Linked DNA regions of Danio rerio: region 2 is linked to region 1. A link is a contact called in public Hi-C data. All regions are on one chromosome and are shown on one strand. Each heading gives the region's core, a stretch centred on a gene start, on an enhancer-like site or on the middle of the called end of the contact. The rest is flanking DNA. Distances are from core to core; before and after follow the strand shown.

Region 1 (7,826 bases), core at 2,092-4,591:
GCCTCCAGAAAATTCAATATCATGCTGCAACACGAGGTGATTTTTCATGGATGAATGGCACATCAATGGGCCTCTCAGTAGCTCTGTGCATTCAAAATGTCATCAATAACACAGAGCTGTGTTCATTGTCCAAAACAAAACCTACCCATACTATAACCTCACCACCAACACGGGACACTTTATTCACTTCCCTTCAACTTTGACACCAGAAAATTGCTTAACCACACAACATATGCTGTCTGGTATCTAGTGAAAACTGAGATTCCACTGTGAAGAGAGTACCTCTCCAAAGTGTCAGACGTCATCAACAGTAGCATTTGCCCTCTCAAGTAAGTTATATGACAACAGACTGCAGTCACTTCGAGATGAGTATAACAAGCATGCAGATAAGCTTTACTGAGACAGTTTCTGACAGTTTGTGCAGAAATTCTTTGCTTATGCAAACCGATTGTTGTAACAGCTGTCTTCAGGTGGCTGGTCTCAGATGATCTTGGAGGTGAAGGTGCAATAATCTGCAACAACAGCTCTTGTACAGCCTCCTCACCCTTCTGTATTACCCCATCCACATAGAGTGACAGCTGATCAATAAACACACTACAGTTTTACAAATATTCAAATGTTGGGCAAAATAAGTACTAATGAGGCTTTTTTAGGCAAGTAAGCTACTAAGCAGTTCATTTATAAGGATAGTGCCTATTTTAAATATTTATTGTTAGATGAAGCCAGGAAACCATGATAACATTTAACATCTTTTCTTGTGCACAGCAGACAGTTCACATAACTTTACATGATGGATTTTTATTTCTGCCATATCGCTGTTGTACATGCGCAATAGCGGGCTTAGGAACAGAGAATTTAAAGTGACAGAACACATATTCTACATCCTCCTTCTTTAACTTTGACAGTTTCTTCTTAACAAAAGATTATTGCATAGCAAACTAATCCAAAATTTCAGTTTTTTGAGAAATGTCTCTAAAAGGTAAACTGAGCTTAGAGATAAGCTATAAGACTTTTAACAGCTCAGATTTTAAGCATTAATTAAACAACTTCTATACATTTAGTATTGTTACTCAGTGATTGAGTGTTTTCTCCCTCTCATCTCAGTCCTTGTATTTTGGGTTTGGTTTGCAAAGACGACCAACTCTTACATACAATACATTTATAATTTCTTAGATAGAGCTCATCGGCATCCATCAGCCTGTCATACTGAGCAGAGCAAAGACAGTTGACGTTCCGCCACAAGATGGCGACAGAGACTGCATAATAAGCCCTTAGAAGAGAAAAACTCAGCATAATTTCAAACTACAGCTGATCAAATCATTATATGGTAAAACAAGCAAGTGACTTTCTATGTCGATCTCTCTCTTTTGTATGTTGTAGTGCTGTATTTATACTATAGTCTGGTAGTGTTTCTGGTGTGTTTCTTGTAGTGTTTGCTTTACTTTGGCCTTTTGGGGGTTAATTATTTTGATATTCCGACTGCAACAGAAAAATACTGGGAATGTCTCATGCCGTTCAGCCTCAATCTTAAAATGTGAGCAAAATCAACTGTTTTATTATAACTTTAGACATTATGCTATAGAATCATTCAAATACTAGGTCTACTGTTCTGATGTCAGCTGTAGATGTGTAGATGTAAAGGAATGGCAGAAGAAAGTAGTTCATCTTACAAAATAATTTTTAGACTCTCCTTGTTTGATTTTCACTTTTATATGATTATGCCGTCGAACTGTTGTATAAACGCAATGTCATTACTTGTATAAAATGGTGCAATTGATATTATTATTATTATTATAAAAGTCTTGTATGTGGCGAGGCAGTGGCGCAGTGGGTAGTGCTGTTGCCTCACAGCAAGAAGGTGGCTGGGTCGCTTGTTCGAACCTCGGCTCAGTTGGCGTTTCTGTGTGGAGTTTGCATGTTCTCTTGCCTTCGCGTGTGTTTCCTCCAGGTGGTCCGGTTTCACCCACAGTCCAAAGACATGCAGTACAGGTGAATTGGGTAGGCTAAATTGTCTGTAGTGTGTGTGTGAATGTTTGTGTGGATGTTTCCCAGAGATGGGTTGCGGCTGGAAGGGCATCCGCTATGTAAAAACTTGCTGGATAAGTTGGTGGTTCATTCCGCTGTGGCCACCCAGGATTAATATATATATATATATATATATATATATATATATATATATATATATATATATATATATATATATATATATATATATATATGTGTGTGTGTGTGTGTGTGTGTATATATGTATGTAAACTAATATTCTTCAATTAAAGGCTTTCTTTTAATTAATAACATTTATTAGTTCGATTGTTTATGAAATTATGATGTTGAAGCTCGTTCGCAGGTGTATTTTCACCACTCCTTCATTTGCCTGATTCAGATTTGTTAACCAAATTTAGATTTCACTGAACAATGATGCAAAATCGCATTGAATTGTTTTCTGTTTATGTGGCTACACAACAGTTTTTAGGACTTTTAAGATTATTTTGTAAACATTTAACATTTTAAAAGTGAGCAACACATTTATTTTGCCAAAATATTATTTTTCCGTTTTGGTGACCAATCTTATTTAATGGAGGACAAGCAAATGTTTATTTAGTTGCCGTGTTTTTATTTTAGTGGGGCAGAAGGAAACTTAGATGGAGATGCCAGGACTTTTGTGGGGCCACATGTTGGCTGTGCGAGTCGACTACAACTGAATCAATAGAGCTCTCGAATCGGAGTCGATCCAACATCGGAATCGATTCTTGTTGTAGACACTTAACAGAAAGCAGTCTTCCACCCACTATTTTGGCAGTGATCGGAACGCAGTTTCTTGCTTTTGTCCTATTCAGCATTATGCAGGTTATTTAAAAAAAAAAGTTTATGTAGTTTTTTATGAAGCCACATAGGCGATAGGCCTAACTAACACTCGTTTAAAGAAACTTCAAATCACTGTATCACCCGACAATTAAAATAAAATTGATTGATTAATTAATTACAGAATGTATTTCTTTATTTAAATTCTGAATGATAATAATCGACAAAGGCTGCTCTTGATTTTATTGCTTTAAAATTAGGCATGGGTAACATCAACTTAATGTGTTTTGTTTAACTTGGTGTCTAAGTCAGCCTACTATTTTGGTCTATTATATTGCTTGTTTTAATAAAGGGATTAAGCAAAAATATCAGGGTTGAAAATGAGCTGTGTAATAATGACTGCAGTTGGGTTGTTCTTCACCTTGCTTTAGTTTAGCCATGTGAATGAAGGGTGTCGGTGGGAGTCGACTCTGAAAACCGGGAATCAAACTCCCAGGTCCGCGCCGCTTTAGCAACTCCCATTTCCGGGTAGACCCGCAGTATGAGGAATGCTGACGTCAGTGTCAGCTGTTTTACACAACATTATCTCATGCCGGTAGGACGTACCTTCACAACAACATAGAATGTGATGAAAAGAGGCAAGTTGTCCTCCTGTGCGTCGAAAACTGCATATCAACTAAGCATTAGATCGGGAGCAAGGGTTAGCACAACGCAGCCAAGGCTCTTCACTCCAGTGGTGGATTTTCCACGCCCAGCTGTAATCGCCTTCTCTCGGATGAAATCGTACAGCCAGCCGTTCAGATAAGGTGTGTGTGGTTTCATTCTCGCCGCGCGCAGTTTTCTCTTGTTCTTGTTATCAGTGTTGAAATGTGTTTAAACTGTTTGCTTGGGATTTGCTCATGTGAGTTGATGAGGTTTGACTTTGTTTACATTCTCAGGTCTTTCTACAGATAGCCTAACAGTGGCAAATGTTTCTCACCTAACGTTACATAGATTCGGAAAAACTTAAACCGCATAGACGCATTTCACGTAATCTTCACTGTAATTTTCTTATTAACTGTTTTTTTTTCAATGTCTATAAATCTTTATTAAAAATCACATTTTAAGATAGTATAAATATGTCTTTACATAGAAATTTAAATAAGGACATGCTGAACATATCCATTTAAATGTATCAATACAGTCTATGTTAGTAATTTACATGTTCTTTTAGCAGTTGAGCAATTCCAGCGTTATGGATGTGACATTTGCAGTAAAAACTCAAAACATAAATGCACATAGAAAGAAAGTATATGTTAACATTATATTAAATCATCTGTTTACCTTTTCCAGAACAACTAACCACAGAGTTGTAGGACTAGAAAAAAATATGATCTGTAAACATGTTTTGTACTTTGATAAGGAAAATAAACATGCTTTATGGATGTGACCAAAAAAGTATGCAAGTTCACAGTATACAACATGCTATGGAAAATTCTGTGAATTAAAACACACAACCCAAAAGAAATAATCATAATCAAAAAGATAAAATATTGATCTCTATAGGACAAAAATAATCGACTTTATTTTATTTAATATTTTTGCAATTATGAGGAAAAAGTGTTGTTATGGATGTGACATCTCTCTGTTATGGATGGGACTGATGTGAAATTGACACTTGTTTGACTTTGGTAAATAAAATATTATAGTTTGAAAACATTGACAGATAATTTTTTGAGTATTTGTAAAGTACTGTAAAATACTTGCTTGAACAAAATGCTTAGAAAAGCTTTCTGTATTTTGGCAGAAACTTGGAATGGAAATGCTCAGTTACACTGTAATTTTTAATAAGACCCCCATAAACAAATTTAACACAAACCACATTAGAATTTAACAGGAATTGAAAAATAAAAAGAATTCTATTGTTTAAATTAAACACAAAATGCTTTATTGATATAGCAGATGATTTAAATGGTAAGTTAACAAAGAAAAAAAAAAAAAGGAAAATTAGTCCATGATTTACTCACTAATATAGCTGGATCAGTCTGTTTGAGTGCGTCTCAATCATCTCCCTTAACCACAAGGTTTTGAATTAGTGTACACAAATCAGACACTGGTAAGGACAGTTAGGACCTTGGTTCACTAAATATTGGGACACTGAGCGTGACATGAGAATGTCCTCATTTTCCAACATCAAAACTAGAATTTTTAGAATACACTACCTGTCAAAAGTTTGGGGTCAGTTTTAAATTTTATTTTTATTGATTTTATTTAATAATTTAAATAAAATACTCTGTTTATCAAGGTGACATTTATTAAATGTATAAATAAATCATTAAATAGTTATTTAATAAATATTTATTTATTACTTGTTGTATGTAGTTACAAATAAAAAAAATTGCACCGGTAGTGTATATAGATTTTTTTAAAGTACACTCTAAAAAAATAACTATGATGGCATATGTTTGGCATTAGGGCTGTACAATATTGGAATAAAAATCACAATGCAATATTTTGCTTTTTTGTAATATATATTGTGATATGAAATAAATTTTATTAGATGGATTGAATATCTAAATTTATTATTTTAAATGGTAGGGGTGGAGAGCATCTGCATAAATTATTCTAAACTAGTTATAATTTCATTTAAAATTAAATCCCATTTTTTAAAGAAAAAAAAGCATACAAATTAGAAAAAAAGTGCTTTATCTGCTACATTTCCTGGTAAGTCTTGTTGACAGTCTAAATGTTAATTAAATGTTATTATTTGCCTAAATGCTTTAAACTTACTTGAAATATTTAACTGAAAGAAAAAAAAAAGATAAACTTTAAACCCAAAATGGTTAACAATAACCCATACTTGACACTGAAGATTCTGCGATGTGACTATGCACATTGTGATATTAATGCTTAAACGATATTTTGTGCAGCCATATATGGCAGTTCAACTGTTTGTCTTGGTGTATTAATCATAATTTTGGAGACTATACTGTTTTGGTTGGACACTCACAGACACTTATTTGATCCAAAGTACAGCAAAAAAGTGCTAGCAATTCCGGAGTTATGGATGTGACATTTGCAGTAAAATCTCAAAACATAAATTCACAGAGAAATTATATGTTATCATTTTATTGAAACATCTGTTTATATTTTCCAAAACAACTAACCATAGAGTTATGGGAGCAGAAAAAATATCAATCTCTAAACATTTTTTATTTTTAAAAGAGGAAAACAAACATGCCTTGTGGATGTGATCAAAAAAGTATGCAAATTTACAGTATACAAAATACGTTATAGAAATTCTGTGAATTAAACTGCACAACCCGAAAGAAACAATGCTAATCAAAAAGATAAGAGCTAGCTCACTATAAAACAAAAAATATTGATTTTCTTTGACATTTTTTGCTTTTATGAGGAAAAAGCTCCGTTATGGATGTGACAGATGTAAACTTGACACTTGTCATATAATAATTTGAAAGCATTAACCAAGACTATTTTTAAAGCACTGTAAAATACTTGCTTACACAAAAATGCTTAAATAGTTTCGATATTTTGATAAAAAGTTTTTTTCATGGCAAGATTGACATTTGCATGGAATTGCTTGTACACTTTTACAAAATGTTTATTTATTTTTTATAACAACCTGTAGTATTTTCCTGTGATTACCACTACTAATATTACTACAATAATAATAATAATAATAATAATAAGAAAACGAATTAGGGATTCTCTGATCGATCGGCCAGAGATTGGTATCGGTTGATAATCATGTTTGAGGACTGACTCTCATATACTATAACAAGTGTTTGTTTATGGGGTTACAATCTAGGTTATACATCCACAGCGCTACAACACATGAGCAATGTTTCCAAATTCCATTGTTAGTAATTTTTAAAAGCATTTTTAAAATGTTTTATCAGTTATTTATTTGTAAAGCTTCTTCTGACCATTACATGTATTCAACGTCCTTAATTTATTCGCTTAGGTTTGGCGAGATCTCATACATACAGTAGAGGGAAAATGTGCTTATGCAATATCAAAGTTATTAAGCTTGAAGCATTAGAATTGGTACTTGTTATCGACTGATTAAAATTACAAGGAATCGGTACTCAGTATTACTCAGTCTGAGTATTAATCGGTACTCAGTAGCTTGCAAAAATATTGATTGAAGCATCCCTAATAATAATAAACATTTCTTGAACAGCAAATCAGCATATTATAAAGTTTTCCAAAGGATTATGTAACTGGAGTAATGATTATTAAAATCCAGCTTTAAAATCCCAGGAATAAATTACACTTTACAGTACATTCATATTGAAAATAGTTATTTTAAATGAAAATGTTTCACAATGTTAGTGTTTTTGTTGTACTTAGGATAAAAAAATGCAGGCCTAGTGAGCAAAAGAGACTTAAAAAAATCTACTCTTATAGACATACAACATTTTTTGCAGTATTGCTTCCTAATAAACTTTTATCATTTGCATTTTAATATGCAATTCTCTCCTAATAAAGAGTGTAGTTTATTTAACACATCTTTCGAAACAAGGATGATTTTTCTATAACATTGTCAATAATAATAATAATAATAATTGATAATGTCAGCTGAAACAACACAAAACAATTGATGTAATTTCAGTATGCCGGCAATGTGGCCTTCTTGTTTGTGTGATAAGAACATTTCAAGCAGACGATCAAGCATTTTCCCAGCGTTTTAATAATCTGAAGGTCAGAAACAAGTAATGATGGACTTTTTGCAATTTGACACTCCTCACTATAAAACAACTGATGTGATGAGAACCATGAGGCCAGTAATGATCTCTCATAATCATTAATGATCTATGAGTTATTGCAACACACAGGTTGCTTATAGATGTCTTTTAGTCTAGTCTCTGATGTAAATAATGACCATGCTGACTAACTCTTTGATATGGCTTAAATGATAAGAAGACGGTTAGGAATGTTTTTTGTTTAAAGTGTTAATTAATTACTTATATCAGCTACTAGTTAGTAGGCTTCTACAGGTTGGCTTGCTGTTCTACATAACA
Region 2 (7,826 bases), core at 2,188-4,687, 260 kb before region 1:
ATACACAAATTAAATATTATTTTATGTAAGAGAAATACACCATGTTTTGACACCGATAAGAGGACTAAGGATGTTTTAATTCATTGACGAAAATCATAGACACTAGAGAAACTCATACATACATCATGTTCATTACACAATGACAACATATGACTCGTTCTAAAATTCTGGGTATACAATATTCATAATTTTTCCTTCAACTTTCTTTAAATTTTTCCTCTTAAAAGAGTCATACAGTCAATTACGCATAGGCCGGTGAGTTTCAGACGGTATGATAATCTTGAATAAAAAACACAGTATCACGGTATTGTGATTACTGCTCTAAAATAAGTTCCAGGTGTCATTTTGCTAAAAATGTCCTGAAGAGACATCATTTAATTAAAATATGCTCTAGGTAAAAAAATAAATAAATAAACTTTTTCCCCATTTATATATGTATTTATTTATTTTTATTTATTTATTTATTTTTTATAAATATATTTTAGACATTGTATTTTATTTTAGAAAATATTTTATTTTAAATTGCATTGAAAATACTGGTGTAAAAATAAGTTCCATATTGTAAATACATGTTGTGGAAAATATAATTTAATGCAGCGCTTCTTGTTTGGTCTGATACATCAGTAATATTTTGTAACAGTAATCATGTCAGGCTAAATAATTAAAATAAATCATTGACTTATGCTGTCTTCATTAGTTTGGAAACACAGATTTCTTTACAACATGTTAAAAAAATACACAAAAAAACCTTACATACACCGTAGGAATGGGAAAAGAGAAAATATTAATGGTTTTAAAACCTTTACTTTTCAAACTACAGTAAACCTTGAAATCGTATAGTGCCTACAGTTGACTTAAAGTTACTTTTATTCAACCAACATGTTTTTAATTTTGACATGACACAGGTTTCTCTCAAAGGAAAAGATTTTTTTTAAAAGAAATCAGATCTTAAGTTTGCGATTTTGTATGACATGACAATTAACCGGAAGCCATGGGGCTGGCTGACTGAAATTAAAGGTCTGTGTGCATATAACCCATTGTCTGGAAGCCAGACTTGGTGTGTCACGACTGCAGAGGAAATGAAAAACCCATGAAGCATTATGCTTTAGGTGCATTAATAGTAAATGGTTAGCATTAGTATAATTTGTAAAACAATAATTTGGTTAATAAAATATAGGGTATGTAATGTATAGGTTAAATTCAGTTCTTTTGTAACACACAGGAAAAAAAATAATTAGTTCAAATAATTAAATCTCAATTGTTTCCTAGATTAAATTGGCATTTCCTGTATTATGAAGGCTTTAGATACAAACAGGAAGAAAGAAATGACTTTGTGTATTAAACATATTTTTTATTCATTCATTCATTTTCTTTTTGGCTTAGTTCCTTTATTAATCTGGGTCACCACTGCGGAATGAACCACCAACCTATTCAGCATTTATGCAGCAAATGCTCTTCCAGCTGCAGCCCATCACTGGGAAACATCCACACTCATTCACACACATAGACCTACACTACGGACAATTTAGCTTACCCAATTTACCTAGCCCTATACAACATGTTTTTGGACTTCCACACAGAAATGCCAACTGACCCAGCCGGGGCTGTGAACCAGTAACCATCTGGCTTTGAGGTGATTGTGCTACCCACCGCTCCACCATGCAGCTAAATTTTTTATGTATTTCAAATGTGGGTCAAGAAACCATGTAGCCCATATATCAATATTTAACATCTGGGCCAAATAGCCTTCTACATTTGACATCTGGACCATGTCATGCGTGCCACCTTAAAGGCAGTGCTACCTGGCAAACCTGACCCCTGTTTGGCTTACATGCTGTATGCCAGTGCTGAATAAATGAATGCTATGACGAGAGGGTCTGGGTGCAGACCTGGTGCAGTGCAATCTGAGTTGCATACAATACTTTTTAATAGCCCCATCTAACCCCACCCCTAACCCTACCCATCACAGTGACGTCACTTGCTCCATTTGAGTGCATTGTGTCTGACACTGTATCGCTGATTGATGCAATCTTAGCTTGCATCATAAAGGCTGCATATTGGCTATGCCAGCTTTATACCAAATCTGGGCCAGAATTCCTTGTTACCTGGGTATTGATGTTTCAAGTCTGAATACAACCTTAGGCCTATAATGATTTTTTTTTACTCTGGAAGTGGAACAGTTACAGTATTGTCAAGTTTTACAAAAAATGGAAACCTATTGTGGAAGTGTACTGTGTTCTGTGTTTTGGTTTCCGATTTGGTCCGTCATTCCATCAGAGAGGAGATACTGGGAGATGGAAAAATTAATCAAGCTATAATCAAGCTATAAAACTCCAAATTACCGTGACAAATTACTGTGACATACAGTTTGGTAGCCTATATGATGCAACATTTTGACTGACTGACATGCCCTTTAAAAGAAAAAACTTGGGTAACACTGCTCTAATGTTACAGCCACAGGCTGTACAAAAAGCCAAGCCCCTCTCATGCTATCGATGTAAACAAAGTAGTAATCTGTTCAGATTCATCTTCAGCCTTAGTTAGTATAGCAAACTCAAAATCAGATAGAGAGGATTTAATAACAGAAATCTATTTATCTTTATATAGATTAAAGGAAATAGGAGTAGTCGTTTATTTCTGCTGGGTTCCATCACATATTGGGGTATCTGGTAATGAAGTTGCTGACAAATTAGCAAAGGAAGCACTAAATAAGCAAGAGGAAGTAAATGTACCTCTGGGGAAAAGAGAGGCAAAATCGATTTTAAAGGAAAAACTAATAAATAAATGGCAAATTAGATGGGATAATAGTAATACTGGAAGATGGCACTATAGTATTATACAGACAGTAGGGACAACACTAAATCAAGGAAGAAATAGGAAGGAAGAGGTGTGGTTATCAAGATTAAGATTGGGACACACAGGGTTAAATGCAACACTTGCGTTAATGGGTTTACATGAGGATGGGAAATGTGATGTATGTGGTGTAACTGAAAATGTGGATTATGCACTATTTATATGTAGCAAATATAATAAACATCGCAATATGTTATTCAGTCAGTGTGGGGAAGATAAAACAATATATAAAATTATTCTAGGAAAAGGTATAATAGATTGGCAAGTATATAGAGCGTTTATTAGGTATATAGAGTATTCGGATTTAGGTTATTATAGTCTTATATTTATGGATGAGAGTATTCTCAATCATTGTCATAAAGGCCCTTTATGTTAGAGGAGCTGAACACGCAGTGCTGACATGAGTATGTGGTCTAGATGCAAAGATTGGACAATATGAAACATCCAAGGTGTTTTTTTCCCCCCTTTCCCTCCCTCCTCGTTTCTTTTTGTTGCCCTTTCATCGGAGTAAGATTCGGTACAGTAGGTGGCGATAATGCTTTTAATTGTTAGTCGCCATAAAACAGAAAGAAGAAGAAGAAGAAGATGCTATCGATGTGTGCTGATATCGATTATCCATGCTTGTAATTGGCTTCCGGTCCCGATTATTCAGGTCTGTTATCAAAATGGCGGCAATCACAGCAACGAATCCTTCGCAGCTTTTACCACTCGGTTTGTTTCACTTTCTTTAAAATTGCTTATCATTTACTGACATAACTTTTGTGTTTTTGTACGGGGCAGAGATGCCAATCAGTCACGTTCGTAACTCACTTTGCTTTTTTATCTAATTGAATACACCTGTGCACAAAAGATGTGGCCCTAATCATGTCAATGTGTTTTTATTTTAACTTAAATATTTAATTTCACAAATTTATACATCAATGTGTGATTGATTATATATAAACGGAAGCCAGTTCATTTAGTTAGTGTGGGCGAAAAAAATAAATCACTAATATGTTTCCCTCTGTTGGAGTTTAAAATATTGTAATTATGACTTGGGAACACATTTATCATTAACAATTTCCATTAAGATGTATTTATAAGTAAGATACTCTGAAAATAAAATTTTATGTATGAGTTACGACATTAGAGATACCGTGTCAAATGATTAAAAGCCACTCCACTCTTTACTCGCAGGATTTTTTTGTTGTTGAGTCAAATAAGCCTAAAATTAGTACTTTAAAGAATGAATTTGGTATTAACATATTACTCAATCCCACACCTAGTGTTAAAGCCAAAGAAATTTTAAATTTTATTAAACGTGGTTCGTTAAAAACTTACCTTGGCTGTATAGTTGTTGAAGTAACGTTTAACATAAATTGAATTTCTTTACAAGGTTTTACAGTTGTATATCACACTGACCACTCAAAATGTTTCCTTTAACAGCCAATGATGTGACTGTGTTTATGATGGGGATTGTGTGCTGTCTTTCAGAGCTGGTGGATAAGTGCATTGGCTCTCGGATTCACATCGTTATGAAGAACGATAAAGAGATTGTGGGAACTCTGCTTGGGTTTGACGACTTTGTCAGTATCCTTTACCTACTGGCGGTAAAAAAATAAACAAAACACTGTCAAATATTTGTGATGTTTACAATTTAGTTTTGGATTCAACTTTTTTTTTTTTTTTTTTTTTATAAATACTGCTAGCTAAAGATATAGTTACACATAAGATTTCCCTTTATTTCCCTTAGTCCGTTTATTAATCTGGGGTCGCCACAGCGGAATGACTCGCCAACTTATTTAGCATATGTTTTACGCAGCGGTTGCTCTTCCAGGGTGGAAAATGGCATAACGGCAGCAATGGTTACTGAACAACAACGTTGTGGAATCAGTCTGCCTAAAGAATGTTCATTAGCCTGTGCTTTAGTTTTAGCATTTTAATATAAGAAAATGTCCAACAAAAGAACTCTATCATATTTACAGACTCCAAATCATGCCTCCAAGTGATGGAATCTTCAGAAAATGATCATCCTTTGATTAATGATATTATAACTAAAGTTCACCATTTACAAAACCATTTTTTTTCATATTTTTTTTTTTTTTTTTTTGCTGGGTTCCGGGACATGTTGGGCTTTCAGGAAACGAGCGAGCTTGATCCAGCAGCTAAGGATGCTTTGAAATAAGTTGTGAACGAATGCCAAATTCCTCTTTTAGAGATGAAATCTTTTATCAACGTTTACTTTTTAAATAAGTGGCAAGAGGAGTAGGATGCATTGAGAAATAATAAACTGTATGAAATACAACCTGAAATCTCAAACTGAATTTTTAGTCATTTTAAGACTAAATTTGATTTAGTGATTTTTACTAGATGTTGTATTGGACATGCAAGAATGATCCATGCTTTTTTTTTTTGCTCAAATGTGAAGACCCTGCTCAATATTTGCACATCACACTTTCTTTTACAGTAAAACAGATTTTACTGGATTGTCCTGCTTTTAACAATTCCAGAAGGCTTTTTTTTTTTTTTTATCAAATGATGTCTCTTCAGGACATTTTTAGCAAAATGACACCTGGAAAATAGTAAAAAAATTATAAAAAAATGTATTAGCATTTAAAGATGTATTTAATTTATGTATTCATTTGTTTTTGTTTTTTAATTGTATATTTATTATTGAAATGTTCTTGCCATGAAAATAGCCTTGCATTGCTGACATGGCATTAAATAAAAAAATACAATACACTACATCACATGTTGTCAACAGAGAAATGTAAATGTCTATGTAATGTTATCTTTGCGATGTTGTACATTTCCTTGATGCTTTACATCAGACATGGTCCTAGAGGATGTCACAGAATTGTAAGTATATTTCCTAAACAAAAATATTAAATATTTGCTTAATTGTCTTTGCACAGTGTATTCATGCATTCTCTTCTGCTTTGACTTAAAGGATAGTTCCCTCAAAAATTTTAATTGTCAACATTTACTCAACCTTCTATTGTTCTAAATGCTGTTCGAGTTTCAAACGATCAGTATCCTGTCTCCAAAATTTTAGGTGTTTGTTTTATTAGGATAAACTATCAATAAAAAAAGCACTTTCGTTCTAGAGATTAACTAAAGCTCAAGTTTTATACCATTAGACTATTTATACTGTATTCTAATTATTCTATAAACTATACTGCATAGAGAAGGCATTTTCTAATCTTTTTAGAAACTTTTTTTAAAGTATGCTTAGTTAGAAGTTCAATGGTATTAGCAAATTTTTATCACTATTGAAACCGTTTAATATTTTGTGACATTATTATTAAAGAATAATTCCAAGTATTATCATTGATTAAAAAAAAAAAAAAATCAATTGAATGTGAAGTGTACTTGAATGTGAAGTGTACACTCATGTATTCAAGATGCAAGGAAAATTGGATTATGAAGTATTTTCACAAGAATTTATAGATGTAGGTTACATTTTTGAACACTTGGTATTAAATATTTCCTCATCTCGGGCTTGTGTGTTTGTATCACAGTGAAATCACACCAGAGGGAAGAAGAATCACAAAACTGGATCAGATTCTCCTTAATGGCAATAACATCACAATGGTATGACAAATAAGTTCATCTGCAAGTAATCTCATGCATGCACCAGCAAACAATATTTGCTTTAATGTCATTTTAATTTTTTTTCATTATTTTAAAATGTAATTTTTAATGCAAGTTTATGTACATTTTCTGTTGTCAGAAGTGTTCTGTTTTGGCATTTTGTAAACTTATTTCAATTTTACATTTTTATAAACAAAAACAAAGAAGTTTGCTTCTGTCATTTTAATAATTAGCTTTTTTGCTATTCCAGTTTAATCTCATATTATTTATAATGTACCTAGGGTGTGAATTATACATTGACAAATCGGTGTCAGTGGTCCACTTTTTCAGTAATGTTAGTGTAATACAAGCTTCTGTGAACCAAATTTATATATTTAATTCAAAAACATCTAATTTATTAATCAAACTTATTGAACTTTTCTATTTTGACCTACAGTAATCTCTGATTGGCTATTTTAGTAGATGCGGGATTCTCAAACACCTATTATTTTTTTATATAAAACAAACTGATAAGTTTGCATTTCTGCACCAATAAATGGATGACCCTGAAAGATTACACTTATTTTTTTTACTTTTTAACTTCCATGTCTGCGCAGGTGTCTGTTAAAAATACAAAGGATATGTCTGATTTCACTTTGCTTTTAGATTATATGTAGATACAAACACCTGTTTTACAAGAAAACTGTGGTGTCAACTCTTCCTGCTTAAATCGGTGCTTTAGATCAGTGGTTCCTAAAGTGGGGGTCGCAGGACAATGAGGGGGGTCACTTTGCGATTTTCAAAAATCTAATTTATTTTATTAAATGATTAGAAGGACCATATTTTATTCATAACCTACTGAAGAATAAAATAGTTCTTAAAAGTAACATTTTGAACATGTTAATAATAAACATTAACAAATTAACATCCAAATAAAAAGGCATCTGCTTTATTTATTTATTTTTTGCGACCACTGGGGTGATTATATTGCATTAAAGACACAGCAATAGCGTCAAATGCATTGATTTTTATAGCCCCAGGTTGGATTTTCAGACACCTTTATGGCACCCATGCACAGTAAAAATAAATACAGGACACATCTGAACATGGAGGATGGTCTTCGAGTAGCGTTCTCCAAAATTAAAGGATGAATAGACTTGGGCCTATTGGTATGTGTGCTCCGTTGTGTGCCAGGTTTATATATTTATAACCACCTCAGAGAATATTGCGGGTCGTGAGTCACTGGTTATTTTGGGGGTTGCAGGCTGAAAAGTTTGTGAACCTCTGCTCTATATCTGCTAGATGAACATTTTCTAGTATAACTGTTTGGCTTGATCATAATAGTATGAACTATTTGAGGGGTGGCTAAATATATATTTTTATTATGTATTATTTTAATTATTGAAGATGCATATCATAAC

What was found. A called contact is a pair of places that touch in the nucleus more often than the background predicts.
Region 2: a Hi-C map of an unstated tissue shows a contact between it and region 1, with 2.5 times the contacts expected there. The contact joins the promoter of lsm5 here to the promoter of ccser2b in region 1.

What each region holds. Positions count from the first base shown.
Region 1 is chr12:13,649,163-13,656,988 of GRCz12tu, reverse strand. ccser2b (coiled-coil serine-rich protein 2b) reads left to right here and starts at 3,341. Exons shown (of 10, transcript XM_021480271.3): 1 at 3,341-3,608.
Region 2 is chr12:13,905,158-13,912,983 of GRCz12tu, reverse strand. It overlaps lsm5 (LSM5 homolog, U6 small nuclear RNA and mRNA degradation associated), which reads left to right and starts at 3,437. Exons shown (of 5, transcript NM_001100438.2): 1 at 3,437-3,564; 2 at 4,327-4,422; 3 at 5,664-5,691; 4 at 6,354-6,426. The coding sequence starts at 3,519.